4 separate regions of the Mus musculus genome follow, and regions 1, 3 and 4 are each linked to region 2. A link is a contact called in public Hi-C, HiChIP or PLAC-seq and promoter capture Hi-C data. All regions are on one chromosome and are shown on one strand. The core of a region is the stretch at or near the end of the contact, and the rest is flanking DNA. Distances in the headings are between cores, read along the strand shown. Region 1 overlaps Plcb4 (phospholipase C, beta 4). Region 2 overlaps Plcb1 (phospholipase C, beta 1). Region 3 overlaps Plcb4 (phospholipase C, beta 4). Region 4 overlaps Plcb4 (phospholipase C, beta 4).

Region 1 (3,243 bases), core at 189-2,688, 450 kb after region 2:
TGTGGGGATGGACCACTTAGATTTTAACAAAGCCCTCATAGAACGCCACTGCACACTCAAGTATGAGAACAATGGTGTGGAACTAGGTCGAGAGCTTCTACTTCATCCTCATTGCTGTGTGCAAGATTATTTTCAACGTAGACTGACATGCTCTGATTTATGTTTTGGAGACAGCTCTTTTGGTAGCTGTTTAAAGAATTGTTTATAATGTGTGATATTAGTCAGTGTTCCAACATTATAAAATGTCCATATAATGAACTGATAACTGGTAAACTGCCCACTCTCTAATTCACACTCTCGGGAGACTAAGGCTATATAGCAAGTACTAGGCCAACCTGTGCTATGAGCATGATCCCATCTCAAAACTTGCTAGGTTGGCAAGCAGTAATGGAACAGTGTGGTAGACATTAGCTTACAGCTCTGGGTTCTGTCTGTCACACCACTAGAGTGATGAAGGAAGGGAGGCAGGAAGAGGAAGCAGGGAGGACACAATTCACTTTAGTTCCAATTTTCGAGGGTCCAGTGCCAGGTCAGGTGAACCCTAAAGTTTGGGCCTAAAATGGCAGTGATAAGGAGCACCTGTTAGAGCTGGCACACCCCAGCGACCCAAAGGCATCCCGTCAAGACCCACCTCTTAAAGTTCCATCAGTACTCATTAGTGTTACCATGGAGATATTCAAATTCTAAACCATAACAGAGGACCCTACAGGTTTGGGAGCACCAGGACTTCAAGGAAGGTAAGTTTGAATCCTTGTCCTTCCTCTGCCCCCTCTATATCCTCAGATTGTGTGTGTGTCTGTGTGTCTGTGTGTCTCTGTGTCTGTGTGTCTGTGTGTCTCTCTGTGTCTGTGTGTTTTGAGACATGTCCATGCTAAGTTGTCCTGGTCTGGCCTCAATGTTCTGCTTAGAAGTTGTTGCACCGGAGTCAACACCTGTTGCCTGTCTCAACACCTGTTGTTACACCTGACTGAACACCTGTTGTTACACCTGACTCAACACCTGTTGTTACACCTGACTCAACACCTGTTGTTACATCTGTTCTCAGTACCCCAAGGAAGTGAGAGCTATAAACGTGTGCTACCATATCAGGCTCTAGGGCTTGACATTCTGACATTGCCACATCCTTTGAACTCAGACAATGTTTTGATCATCACTGTGGTAGAAAATAGGGAATGTGAAGGAAGAAGGTCTGAAAAGAAATGGTTCTTTATCCAGTGATTTAGATTTTTGTGCCAATCTTCCTTCAACCATGTTTCCTGTCTTCCCATTCACTTGACTTCTGCCTCCTATAATAAAGGTTGTGCCAGGCATTTGGGCATTACGTCATTTGGCACAAACTCTGAAACGACTCAGAAATGCAAGTGCTAATGTCTGCCAGACTCTTGTAAAAACACCCAGGTCCTTCCTCAGAACAGCCTTTAAAATAACAGCATTGATAATGTTATCTGGCCTTCCCTGCCCACGGAGCTGGCTCCTTGTCATCCAAGCATGTGATAGTTAAAGAAAGACTCCTGTGGTTTGGAAAGTTCTGGCAAATAAGCGGCCATGAACACAATAGATTTGGTAAGAGCCATAACCCTGACATTTACAAGTTAAGACCTTGAACAGCTCCATCTGCCAGGTCACTGGTTTCACCTGAAACACAAACAACAAATGGACCCCAGAGGGCCCTAGTCCTGCAGGATAGGCACCCAGTATGCGTATGTAGCTCTTCATCTAGAAGATTCTACCACACTGACACACTGTTAGTTTTCTTGTGTTCCGAGAAAAATGTTCAGGCAAGCGGTCGGTGAGCACCGCAAAGGGCACACACAGGTAAGGGCTGTTCCTGATCGTGCCTTGCCGACACTCTGCAGACTCCTACTAACCAACCTCTTAGCTTCCCACTCCTTTGGCTCGATCAGTTGCCTTTCTCAGTGTGAGAGGTTGATTGACGGACGCCCAGGGCAACTCTGGGTTGTGCAGCACAGCTCTTGCTGCATGGGAACCTCTTTACTCGTAGGTGAGATTATAAGAGTGATTTCAAGACCTAGAGTTTCCAGCCCCTCTTTCAAGTCCCCAAGGTCTAGTTGTATATGAGCCAGAGATGGGAGGAGACACTCAGGATTGGGGCAGGATAATGAATGTGTATAATAATATCAAATGAGAGAGCTAGGGCAGAATGGTGTTACATGTTCCGGGATCCTAGCATTGGAAGGAAGAGGGCATGTAAAACTGCAGAAATGAACAGAGATGGTTTCTCTGAGGTAGAATCACTGTCCTCAGGATGGCAGTGTGTCTGGTTTGCCTCCTCAGGTATGTTGATGAAGTCTGAAAGGGAAGGAAGGGAGGTGTTACGAGTGTAAAAGTAAGGGAGTTTTAAAAACAGTCTGGGTTATTGATATTAATCTCATCATTTTTTTCTGTTTAGCATACCACTACATGGATTAGTGACCCAAGACAGTAAACATTTACACACAAACCACGGATTTGCACACATTATTACCAAAACAAAACCAAGCAGTTAAGGAAAAAAGAGATTCACTCAGAGTTATAAAAATATTCTCCCAGAACAATATGTTTTATAGAAACGAACTTACTCAGTGAAACTGCCAATAATTACATGAAATGGCTAGTATAGTCTGTTCTAATTTTTTTCATTCATTAGTATCTTCAAGCTTTCTTTTTTTTAGCACATTTTTAATTAGATATTTTCTTTATATATATTTCAAATTTCAAATGCTATCCCGAAAGTTCCCTATATACCCCCCCCCCCGCCCTGCTCCCCTACCCATTCACTCCTGCTTCTTGACCCTGGCATTCCCCTGTACTGGGGCATATAAAGTTTGCAATACCAAGGGCCTCTCTTCCCAATGATGGCCGACTAGGCTGGAGACACGAGCTCTGAGGGTACTGGTTAGATCATATTGTTGTTCCACCTATAGGGTTGCAGACCCCTTCAGCTCCTTGGGTGCTTTCTCTAGCTTCTCCGGTATCTTCAAGCTTTCTTATGTATCTATCTCTTAGTATAGAAAGTGTATCCTACTGAATTCTCTGCATCTGTGTGGCCTATCTTAAAGTGGTGGAAATGTGGCTAGACACAGCCTATCCCTAGTACTTCCCAGCATATACTGCTGTGGAACCAGTGTTTACCAAGCAAAGCTATTCTTTCTTCTAAGATTTGTTTTTGTTTTTAATCATGGGTATGGATGATGTCTCTGAATATGTGTGTTCATGTGAGTGCATGTGCCCTCTGAGAGCAGA
Region 2 (3,364 bases), core at 737-3,236:
CCCATCCCAGGAAGTAGTACAGAACTGGCCATATGCTGGTGTTCTCCGGCTAAGTTTGCAGTCCTGGGAAATATGTTCTTACCACTTCCTTGTCATCAGTAGAGGGTTAGTCACATAAGAAATGTGTGAGCAGGCACCCCAGTGTGCCCCTTCTAGGATAGATGAGTTGGGTGAGAGAAGTAGCACTTTCACATCCAAAGGCATGAAAGTTCCAGTAATCATCAGACATCTGCAAGCACCGTGTGAGCTCTGATTTCATTTCTCTCTACACACTGTTCCTGTTCTACTATAATAACAGTCATTCCTGCCTCCCCAGGGCTACCTACTGTAATGGTATCAGAAACACAGTAAACAGAAAATCGCATCCATCCAGCCCTGGGGAGCCCAGGAATGATAGAAGTGAGCTTTTATCACTTCCATCGTCTGGTGGTCAGAAGTTTCACTGTGTCAGTCTACAAGATAATAGTTCCTAGAACCGATGGGATGCTGAGAGCCAGGGAGGTCACCTACATTTTGAATGTAAATACTCCAGTAATAAGTCCCTCTAAGGATAATAGGAAAAACATGTATTTGAAAACTTCTCAAGAACTCATACTATACCACACCACACACACACCACACCATATACACCACACATATACCAAACACATACACCAAACACACATACCACACATATACACACACAAAACAAACATAACAAACACACATACCACATACACACACACACACACACACACACACACACACATACACACATACACACACACACACACATTTCATTCAGGCAATGATGGGGATCCAACAGTCCATTCAACACTAATTTGTTACAGTTAGAATAAGTGGGTCTACATGTCATAACCTGGGTTAAACACTATTTAGTGAGTGGTTTCCCCCTGCCCGATATGACCAAGAGCCATAATTGAGTAGAAGTATAGAATGTACAGCCTCGCCAGGGCAACAAAGTAAGCCAAACAATGCAGGGTGGCTATGTCTGTAGTAATGGTAGTGGAGTTGTTGATACTCTCTAGCAGAGAAAGCTGTAGAGGTCTCCCATAAGACCCTTGCCTGCAACTCTACCTGTTAACTCCTGCTGTCACCAGCTGTGTGGTCTTAGGTGAGAGCTAAAGTACACAGTAGATGAACTGTTTTGAAAGGACTAGTCCATAGTGCACTTCCTTGACACCCGTGCTGGTGCGGGGTTTTCAGTGATGTGCAGCAGGTGAGCTGTGCACATTCTTGTAAAAAAAAAAAAAAAAAAAAAAAAAAAAAAAAAAAAAAGGCCTTTGCGCACAGTCCTAAAGAGTAACCTCCATGAACTCATTGGCTCACCAAGCAGGACTTTGGTAGAATCATTCCTCTAGTGTGTCAATGTCCTGTGTGAGGTGAGTAGACACTTGATAACATCTCCCCCAGGAAGTAGCTCAGGACTCTAAGGCTAGAGATGCTGAACCAGGAAAGATCTCTCAAATCCAGAGTTTAAGATCAGCCTGGCCAACATAGTGAGACCTCGTTTCCAATAAGACGGGATAGGAAGGACCCAAAGAGCAACTCCAACTTGAGAAACTATGAAAACATATGCCTATTAAGGATTTTCAAAAACAGTGTAGGGAAGAGGAAAGATAAAGCCTGTTTCTCTGACTGAATCTAAACATGTATTGGCCAGGAGTACAAAGCATGAGAAATAGTTCAATACATTATTTCCCCACTAGAGGGCAAAAATGACTCCACTATGCCAGGCTTTTCAGGATCCACAGTCAAAATGATTAATCATGGGGAGGCCAAAACAAGAAGCCTGAGAGAAAAAGAAAACAAGAACGAACGAACGGATGAGCATGCAAATGCAAAATCAACACGTTTGAACTTGAACTTTCCAGGACAGGGTGAGTTGTGGAAAAGGTCCTCTTCCAAACACTCTTCCCATTCTCCCTTTCACTTCCCAGGTTTTCTAATCCTCATTCTGCAATCCTCACTGGCACTCACTGGTGCGGGACCAGATCAGATAGATCTAGTGGGTGGGACTTTTCTCAGCACAGCAGGAGTCTTGGTGATTAGAAAGGCAAAGACTCTTATAAAATGGTCACAGCTCCAGTGGCCCTGTGCCAGCTGCAGGGGCTCCCTGACTTTTTCCCCTCGAGGAATCTTCCAGTAAAGCTGCAGCATTTACTGAAATAAAAGTACTGGTGGGTGAGGTGGCTCTTGGTAACATCTCTTTTCTCTCCCTGCTCTACCATGGCTCAGCCCCTTCCAGCCTCCCCAAGACTTAACCAAGATTACAGAAAGATTCCAGACCAGAAATGTGTTGTGTTTGGGAGAGGGAGGAGAAGAGGGAAATTCATGATGAAGCCTCGTTGCCTTTAAACTATTTATAATAAATTTCCACTAGAAAAGAGCCTTTGGCAGACAATCATTTTCTTCTGCTGCAGCATGACCAAATACAGTAAGTATTCAAAATGAAAAACTGAAAGGCAAGAAGAGGAGCCTACAGCTGGGGCAGGCTGTTTTCAGATCTCACACTAGTAGATGAGAGGAAACCAGGAGGGGAGCCCCACCTCAGCCCCAGTATCTCCCATTTTGCTGCTCTGAAGGGCTAGGAAGCCTTCTCCATTAGACAAGCCTCCTTCGTGCTTCACCTTAATTTTCCTCGCATAATTTTAAATACAGATCATGTCTACAGCGCAGCAATTAATGGATAGCCTAAAGACTTATTATTTCCAACTAATTGATATGTAGGAAAAGTTTAAATAACATAACAGGGATAGGGAAAATTTGAAATGATGTGTGCTCAGTGCATTTAGAGTTTGTTGGAGGTAGCGAAAAACACCTGAAGGAAAAGGGATGTGACCTAATGGAGAATTGATACAGGAATCTCCCTTTAATGTTTGTGAGCATATGGATGGAGAAGTGGCTCAAATATCACAAAATGGAGTTAAGATGTTGACAGGTTCTCTCCCACTCACCCCCGACCCCTGTTCTAAGATGCCTTACCAGAGAAATGGGGTTGAGACTGTATTTTGAACAATGTTGTTGGTAAGGAGGTAGAAATAAGAAAAAGAGGCCAGCATTTCCATCCTAATTTTTTGTTCTCCCTTGACACCAGCTGGAGGTGGAAGTCTCCAAGGTCAAGTTGACTTAGCTGCCATAGACCCTACCCCAAACGACCACCACCTCCATGTCCAAGGTCCCAGCAAAATAATGCAATGCATCACATTCCTGGCAAGTGTAGAATCTGCCACATGGACTAGTGACTTTTCAAAATTCACTAGTTCTATTTTTCTGCTTCTTTGGTTTTGTTTTGGTGGCAGTCTCCTGCCCACATGTAGCTCAGACTGACTTCAACTTCTCAATGGAATTGAGAGTGACCTTC
Region 3 (3,480 bases), core at 358-2,857, 360 kb after region 2:
ACGTCTAGGAAGAGAAAGCAGGTAAATGGTTGTGTAGGAATTAGATAGTGAGGGTGACACAAAGGAGCAGTGTGGGGTTGTTAGGACAGCAGGGGGATTGTTTTGTGAAATGATTGGCGTTGTATGAGTTTATGCGTTTCACAAAAACTGCAGAACTACACTAGAAAGAATGAATTTTATCATGTGCGTGCACAATAATAGTTATTCTATTTGATTAATGATCTTTATCATTAAAACAGTCTATGCTTCAGAATCCAGGCTCTGGTGTGCCCTGAACGTCCCTGGAGGGCGAGAACATCTAAGTACTTCTCCATTTCATTTGACTTTGGTTGCTGTGGTTTCCTATAGTGACCTTATCTTGCTTCGTGTATTACTTGTAGCATCTCAGGCTGCTTGCCTGATGCCAGTAGCAGCAGCTCTGTCTGCAAAGAGCATGGAACTCTTCTCACGCTCTCCCAGAAGCTGGCTCATATCATGTGAAGTGCCATTCCAGGTGACCAGCCTATGTTGGAACCATTCATAAACCAGCTGCTTAAGTTCCTACTAACACCAATCGTTGTGGATAGGAAAGAGAACCGAGAGCTAGCTGCTGTCTTCCTATGCATTTGGGCGCCATTTTCAGTATGGTACCTGTTTTGGTGGTCTGGTACTAGTATCTCTGTTCTTGGCTTTGAAGAGTTTACAGTAGTCAAGTGCATCAGTCGAAAACAAATTATCATCAGGACCCTGTGGGCCTGCTCCTGATATATAGTCTCATGGAACAGATGGTTGACCAGTTGTGTGTGGCAAAAAAGCAAAGCAAAGCAAAGCAAAATAAACCATATAGATACCAATCCAAATTTAAATACTCGGGGAGAGCTTTAGGCCCTCCAAAGCTCTGGTAAGCTGTCCCTTTGGTTTGCTTGTTTGTTTGTCGTGGGGTTTTTTGTTGTTGTTTTTGTGCTTGTGTAGATTATGTAGGTAGAGCTCCCTGAGGTCCTGAGTTTGTGTTTTTCTATGTTTCTAGATTTACTGGAGATCACAGTTCTCCTGTGTCTCACATGCGTCCTCTCTACACCTCCCTGAAGCATCTGTAAACTTAGATTGATTATGAAATCCGCTTTCCCAGCAGCCTGGCAGAGGGGAATTATAACACATTGAGAGGAAACAGGTTTTTTTTTCCCCCCTTCTCTCTGGCATTTTTTTTTTCTGGAGCCATCAGCCCTTGCATTTCCCATGTTCCTAGTCTTTGTTTAATTTGCCCAGATTGTTTCTCTATTCTCCCAGTGATTTGACAGCAGAAGTAAAGGAGACGTGGAGGACTGTAACTGAACAGCCACAGGCCTGTGATAGGCCTGCCTTGTGTATGATCCCATTTCACTTTAAAAGGGTGAATTTGGTAGATAATTTTACTGCTTTGCAAATGAGGAAACTAGGTCCAGGCGAGGCTAATTGACTTGCATTCTCAACGATAGCCCATTCTCACTCCCAAATCCATTCTCTTCCTACGCCCCCAGGCTCTGGTTTGCAACAGTGTTTTCTCTCTTTATTTTTGCTTGCAAGGATGGGGGATGGTGAGTAGTCTGCTCTTCTGAGCCCTGCAGCTTCAGCTCAGACCCAGTTGCTTCCTGTTTTGCTTCTCAGCTCCCAGGAGGTTTGGCCTAATTCTATATATTTTTCAGAGCTTCTATCATATACTCCATCACTTGTTTCTTCTTCCCTCGTGATGGTGTCAGTTCCAAGGCTGACAGAGCAAGCACACAAGGTTCTCTTGTGTGAGAGATCCTGCCTCCAGTCACCAGAGGGAAATGGGAGAGCAAGGCAGAAGGCCTGACAGAGTGACTCCCAGAGGCCCAGAGGCCCAGAGGCCCAGAGGCCTTAGTCCTTGAGCACAGCTAACACACCATAGTTCCTGCAACTAGACTTGTGTGTTGTTTCTAGAGAGACTAGAAATTAGTTTCCAAACAAAACAAAACAAAACAAAACAAAACAAATGCAGCATTGAAACTACCATCCAGGACAGACTGAAGTTGATACTACCAGTGCTATTCTTTGTAGGCAGTATCATAGTTTCTGGTGACTATCCAATATTTAAGGCTTTCATTTATGAAGCGTGTCTGCCAGAGACTTCCAAAAAGAAAGATGTGTCACAGTGAAGATCATGTACCACTGAAGGGATTTGAGGAGTGGGTGCGCTGTTGCTCAGTCCTGGAAGCCAAGTCACATGTGACCATTTGAGTACTCTAAAGGAGGTTAGTTTGAATTGAGAGATGGTCATGTAAAGTCCACAGTAGATCCCAAAGCCTTGGAATCCAACAAAAACAACAAACTTCATTTTTGCACCAGTTACATGTGGATTAATTATATGAAAGTATTTGGAAATTAGTGGGTTAAATAAAATATTTTCTAGAAATTAAACCTACTTTATTTAACCTTTGTTGTTTTGTACTGCTGAAGGCTGAACCTCAGGCTTTGTCATGGTAAGTTGTTAAACCTGAAAATTGTGAGAGAAAGACCAATTGGACCGTTTTTTGAGCCAAAATTGAAAGCAAGCTTTAATTAAATACTGGTGAGGATGATGGACTCTGGCCAGATCAATTCCTAGGTTCCCAGAAAATGGCGACACATTTTGCAGAGGCTTAAAAATGTAAGCCTACATGGTCACTGTATTTCCAATCAGGCCAATCAGGGGTAAGCATCTATCCTGACCTACTTCCTGCCTATGTACCTTGTTTCGGGGAAGGAAACCCCGTGGCTTTGCTATCTCCCATAAACAACAGTCTCCAGCCTTTTCGGAAGCACCTATCTATCCTTGGGCAGGGGGTGCATACAGGGCAGGGTGACTTTGGCCTTGACAAAGGAAGTGCTCCACCATGGAGCTTTTGCCTCAGCTCTTAGCTTGTCTTCCTTGTATTTTCTAGTTTTCCCCATTGGCAAAAACCACACAGAACCGCAGTGCCATTGTGAATTGATATAACTGATGGAGCTTATCAGATTTCATAGGGTTCCGTGTGTGTTCAATATAGCTTAATTGCCTATGCAGATCCACAGGCCGCCACCACAGACAAATTCCGAGGATCTCCATTGTATAGGCTTCCTGTGCTGTTATCTCCTAAGATCAAGGGCCACGTCCTTTTCTCTGCTCTTTCTCAAGAAGAATCACTGATTTGTGCTCCATCTGGATAATCACTTCAAGTATGTCATGCATACGGAATGATGTAACGTACACCCTTTTGTGGTTAGCTTCTTTTTCAACACTCCCTTACCTCCGTCCTACTTGTTGGTCAACAGTTCTTTGTTTTAACCCTGAGTAGCATTCTGTCTTCTTTGTGTGTTTGTAATGATGACGTTGGAAAGCTTAATATTGCACATGTGACATGCATTTGATGCGTTTGTGGTCTTCCCCGTGTCTGTTGGACAGCATTGGTTTCAGAGTATTGTGATTGGAAGTCACCGAAAATGCATATTTCAATTGCATTTCCAATGATGTTCCAGCATTTC
Region 4 (3,062 bases), core at 402-2,901, 420 kb after region 2:
TTTCCATAATGACATTTCCCTCTATGAAAACAATAATAAAGTGGAGGAAGCCCAGGTCCGAGATGATCACTCTGCAGTAGAGTCAGCCATAAATGTATCTTCAGTCTCCACAGAAGGTGGACTAGCATATGTTCCTCATCATAAAAGGCCGAGGGCACACTTTCCTGTGGTTCAGCAAAGGACTTTGAGCTGGGGTAAAGAGACAGCTATCCCATGGGAAGAAAAAAAAGTTTTTTAAAGAGGCATACCACATATTACATAATAGATGCTGTTTTGAAAGTTTCCCCAGAATTAATTTCCCATATTAAATCATGTCTCAGACTTTCTCAGGAACTTTGCTTTTTAAAAGAACTGTTAAATTTTGTAGCAAAAGTAAAGTGTCATAACACTCATATGCTGACTCCAGGACAAGGATATCTTGTTTAAATTTGGGAATTGCTTTAGGCCTAAGTTTCCTCTCTCAAATGCAACTTAGTCACAAGGCAGCTTTCTTCAGGTTAGAGGAGAGAGAACACTGCACAACTTACTATTTGAAGTCGGTTTTAACCCTTAACAAGCATTGCCATGAATCTGAAAATTACCACATTCTATACATGTAAAATAACATTTTGGATTAGTGGTTCTTTAAGCTTTGAGCCATATCTGTTAGGCTGGTTATATTACCATATTCACAATAGCCCATGGCTCATTAGTTATAAAGGATAGGATGGTATGGTCTAGGAGAACTTCTAAGTAATTCAGTTGAACCATGATGCTAAATAGATGTTCAAGTAAAACTGAACACTAACATGTTTTACTCTTATGTTTATCACATATTTTATTGTCTACATTTTCCTCAGAAAGTATAGGCTCTTATGTTTAGACTGATTGTCTAAGTAGTGTGAAATGTAGATGTGAATGCTTTTCTTAATTGAATTGAGGATGACTTAAAAGCTAGGCTTCCTAGAAAATTGTATATAGCAAATGCATGTCTTTTCCTTCTGACTTGGTTTAATTAGAAAAAAGTGAGCTGGCAGAGAGCTCTGTGGGTAAAGACATTGCTATCTGATTATGCAAGCTTAAAGACCTGAGTTTGATTTCATAAACCTGTATAAAGGTGAAAGGATAGAATCGACTCCACAGAGTTGTGTTCTGACCAACACACATACACAATGCCATACATGTACTCTTAATCCTCATACACCACACACACACACACACACACACACACACTACACAACACACAACACACATATACATACTAGCGTGCTCTTTCTTTAATAAGAAAAAAGTAGCATTGAAGCTTTAACACTGCACTTTGAACATCTTTTTTCATGATTGTGTTATTGATATAGCAAGTGATTTACCAACAGGACCAGACACTCAAATTAAACATAAAATGCAGCTGGATGTTGTAAATGGCTGTTAGACAGTCCCTGCTACACAATACTGTTATAGAAGCCAGATGCCCTCACTCAGAGCCTTAGTCACTTTCAGAATCACATGGCCATACTCATTGCTTGGAAGGGAAGAGAATCCATTAATAAGAATAATTTGGGAAAAAGCAAACCCTGACATCAAACGGAATCGAGACTAAAACATAGACATGTAGCTTTGTTTCCCTGAGGAATAATGGCCTCCGTGTCATTGCTCATTCGATTATGTACTCCTTTTGTAGATAGTCTCTGGTTGTCTGCTAAGTGCCTATTACTGCTAGGGACTGGGTTTAGAGAATAGAGAAGGGGGGAGGGTCACAGACAAATAAGCCACGATCTTTTTCTTGTCAGGCTGCTCATACTAAAGAGTACATGTGTTTGCTCATAGTAATTAGTGTCATCCAGAAGGCGATGTTATAGTTTTATATGCTTCCTTGAAAAAAATTCACTGATAGATGATTAATCCTATTATTTTATGTTCTCAAATTTCTACCCAGGATCATTTGCTAGTTTCTAACTGCCCATCCTCTTCAGTCCCTGGAGATCCTTTCTCCTTTCCTGGATCTTCTTTATTTTGTCTTGCAGTAGGGTTTTATGCAGTCCAATCTAGCCTTATGCTCTCTCTATATGCAAGAATGGCCTTTGACTTCTCATCCTCCTGGCTGAGTCTCCTGAATACAAGTACTGGAATTACAGGGATGTTTTACCATAGCCAGCTTGGATCTCGTTTGTATTCCTTAACAATATCATTCTGTGCAACGTACTGAGAATGGGCTTTTGTTGTTGGTCATTTCTGCTTTACAGCTTAGGGAAGGTGAAATGCAGTCTGAGATGGGGTCCCAGCTCTCGGAGTTTTTCCAGGTGAGAAACAGTGGGCACTGAGGTGGGATGGAGGCTGTAGTTCTCAAACTCCAGGGACCTAAGGCAGGCTAGGCTAGGAGTAAGGATCAGTTGGAAGAGGGGCGAGACTTGGGTGAGGCTCTGAATGACAAAGGCCTCCTCCCATGGCCTCCTCCCATGACTGTCCTTGATGAAGGGAAGCTCATTGGCTAAACACTTGGGGCCTATCTAGATACCTCATTAGCATGGAAAACTCAAAAATAAAACCTTTTTTTTCTTTTTTTTTTTCTGAGACAGGGTTTCTCTGTGTAGCCCTGGCTGTCCTGGAACTCACTCTTTAGACCAGGCTGGCCTCGAACTCAGAAATCCGCCTGCCTCTGCCTCCCAAGTGCTGGGATTAAAGGCGTGTGCCAACATACCCAGCAAAACCTTTTATAAAGTTTTTTTTTTTTTCATCAAGTTTTTATGCTATCTGACCGGTTGTCATGGTCCTCTTAGTGGGGTAGAGAGGTCATGTCCTCCAGGACAGGAACCTGGTCGGGAACTAGTTCAAACTCCTGTTCTTCTCACTTCTAAGAGTTATTGGGGTTCTGAACTTGCTACTACCTTACCAGTTCTTCTGTCTGGTGGCACAGTCCACTGCCCCACAGGCCTTCAACCTCTAGAGGCTGCAGAAATCTCTTTCTCATTTTTCCTTCCTTGTTTGTGAAGATATATTATTTCTCGTTTCCTGCATTACAAATTACTCTGAAGTTGTATGGACTTATAAAACAGTCCTGGTTTTCTTTTCTCTCATAACTTGGTTTA

What was found. Hi-C and Micro-C count contacts between places; a contact is called where the count stands out from the background. HiChIP or PLAC-seq counts read pairs in DNA pulled down with a chosen protein or histone mark. Capture Hi-C pulls out chosen DNA fragments and counts their contacts.
Region 1: a contact with region 2 is called in a promoter capture Hi-C map of adipose tissue. The contact joins two enhancer-like sites. A contact is called at or near these places in 1 of 15 datasets of contacts at CTCF or cohesin (the NIH/3T3 cell line), 1 of 484 Hi-C or Micro-C datasets (nephron progenitors), 2 of 115 datasets of contacts at active chromatin or transcription factors (embryonic basal ganglia and fibro-adipogenic progenitors) and 1 of 9 other capture datasets (adipose tissue).
Region 3: a Hi-C map of the N1E-115 cell line shows a contact between it and region 2, with 4 times the contacts expected there. The contact joins two enhancer-like sites. A contact is called at or near these places in 1 of 15 datasets of contacts at CTCF or cohesin (the NIH/3T3 cell line), 2 of 484 Hi-C or Micro-C datasets (the N1E-115 cell line and frontal cortex) and 2 of 115 datasets of contacts at active chromatin or transcription factors (embryonic stem cells and fibro-adipogenic progenitors).
Region 4: a contact with region 2 is called in an H3K27ac HiChIP or PLAC-seq map of embryonic stem cells, with 5 times the contacts expected there. The contact joins two enhancer-like sites. A contact is called at or near these places in 1 of 15 datasets of contacts at CTCF or cohesin (the NIH/3T3 cell line), 1 of 484 Hi-C or Micro-C datasets (the N1E-115 cell line) and 1 of 115 datasets of contacts at active chromatin or transcription factors (embryonic stem cells).

What each region holds. Positions count from the first base shown.
Region 1 is chr2:135,887,028-135,890,270 of GRCm38.p6, forward strand. The region is part of intron 4 of Plcb4 (phospholipase C, beta 4); the gene reads left to right. Among named protein-coding and RNA genes, the nearest start is that of Gm14210, 76 kb to the left of the region's middle. Within about 2 kb of position 1,439, at least 19 of the 459 cell types and tissues checked have an H3K27ac peak or open chromatin away from gene starts, as enhancers often do. A contact at or near this core is called in adipose tissue, where this site is marked.
Region 2 is chr2:135,437,940-135,441,303 of GRCm38.p6, forward strand. The region is part of intron 31 of Plcb1 (phospholipase C, beta 1); the gene reads left to right. Among named protein-coding and RNA genes, the nearest start is that of Gm31993, 100 kb to the right of the region's middle. Within about 2 kb of position 1,987, at least 73 of the 459 cell types and tissues checked have an H3K27ac peak or open chromatin away from gene starts, as enhancers often do. A contact at or near this core is called in the N1E-115 cell line, adipose tissue and embryonic stem cells, where this site is marked.
Region 3 is chr2:135,796,539-135,800,018 of GRCm38.p6, forward strand. The region is part of intron 2 of Plcb4 (phospholipase C, beta 4); the gene reads left to right. Among named protein-coding and RNA genes, the nearest start is that of Gm14210, 15 kb to the right of the region's middle. Within about 2 kb of position 1,608, at least 73 of the 459 cell types and tissues checked have an H3K27ac peak or open chromatin away from gene starts, as enhancers often do. A contact at or near this core is called in the N1E-115 cell line, where this site is marked.
Region 4 is chr2:135,854,625-135,857,686 of GRCm38.p6, forward strand. All of the region lies in intron 3 of Plcb4 (phospholipase C, beta 4), which reads left to right. Among named protein-coding and RNA genes, the nearest start is that of Gm14210, 43 kb to the left of the region's middle. Within about 2 kb of position 1,652, at least 23 of the 459 cell types and tissues checked have an H3K27ac peak or open chromatin away from gene starts, as enhancers often do. A contact at or near this core is called in the N1E-115 cell line and embryonic stem cells, where this site is marked.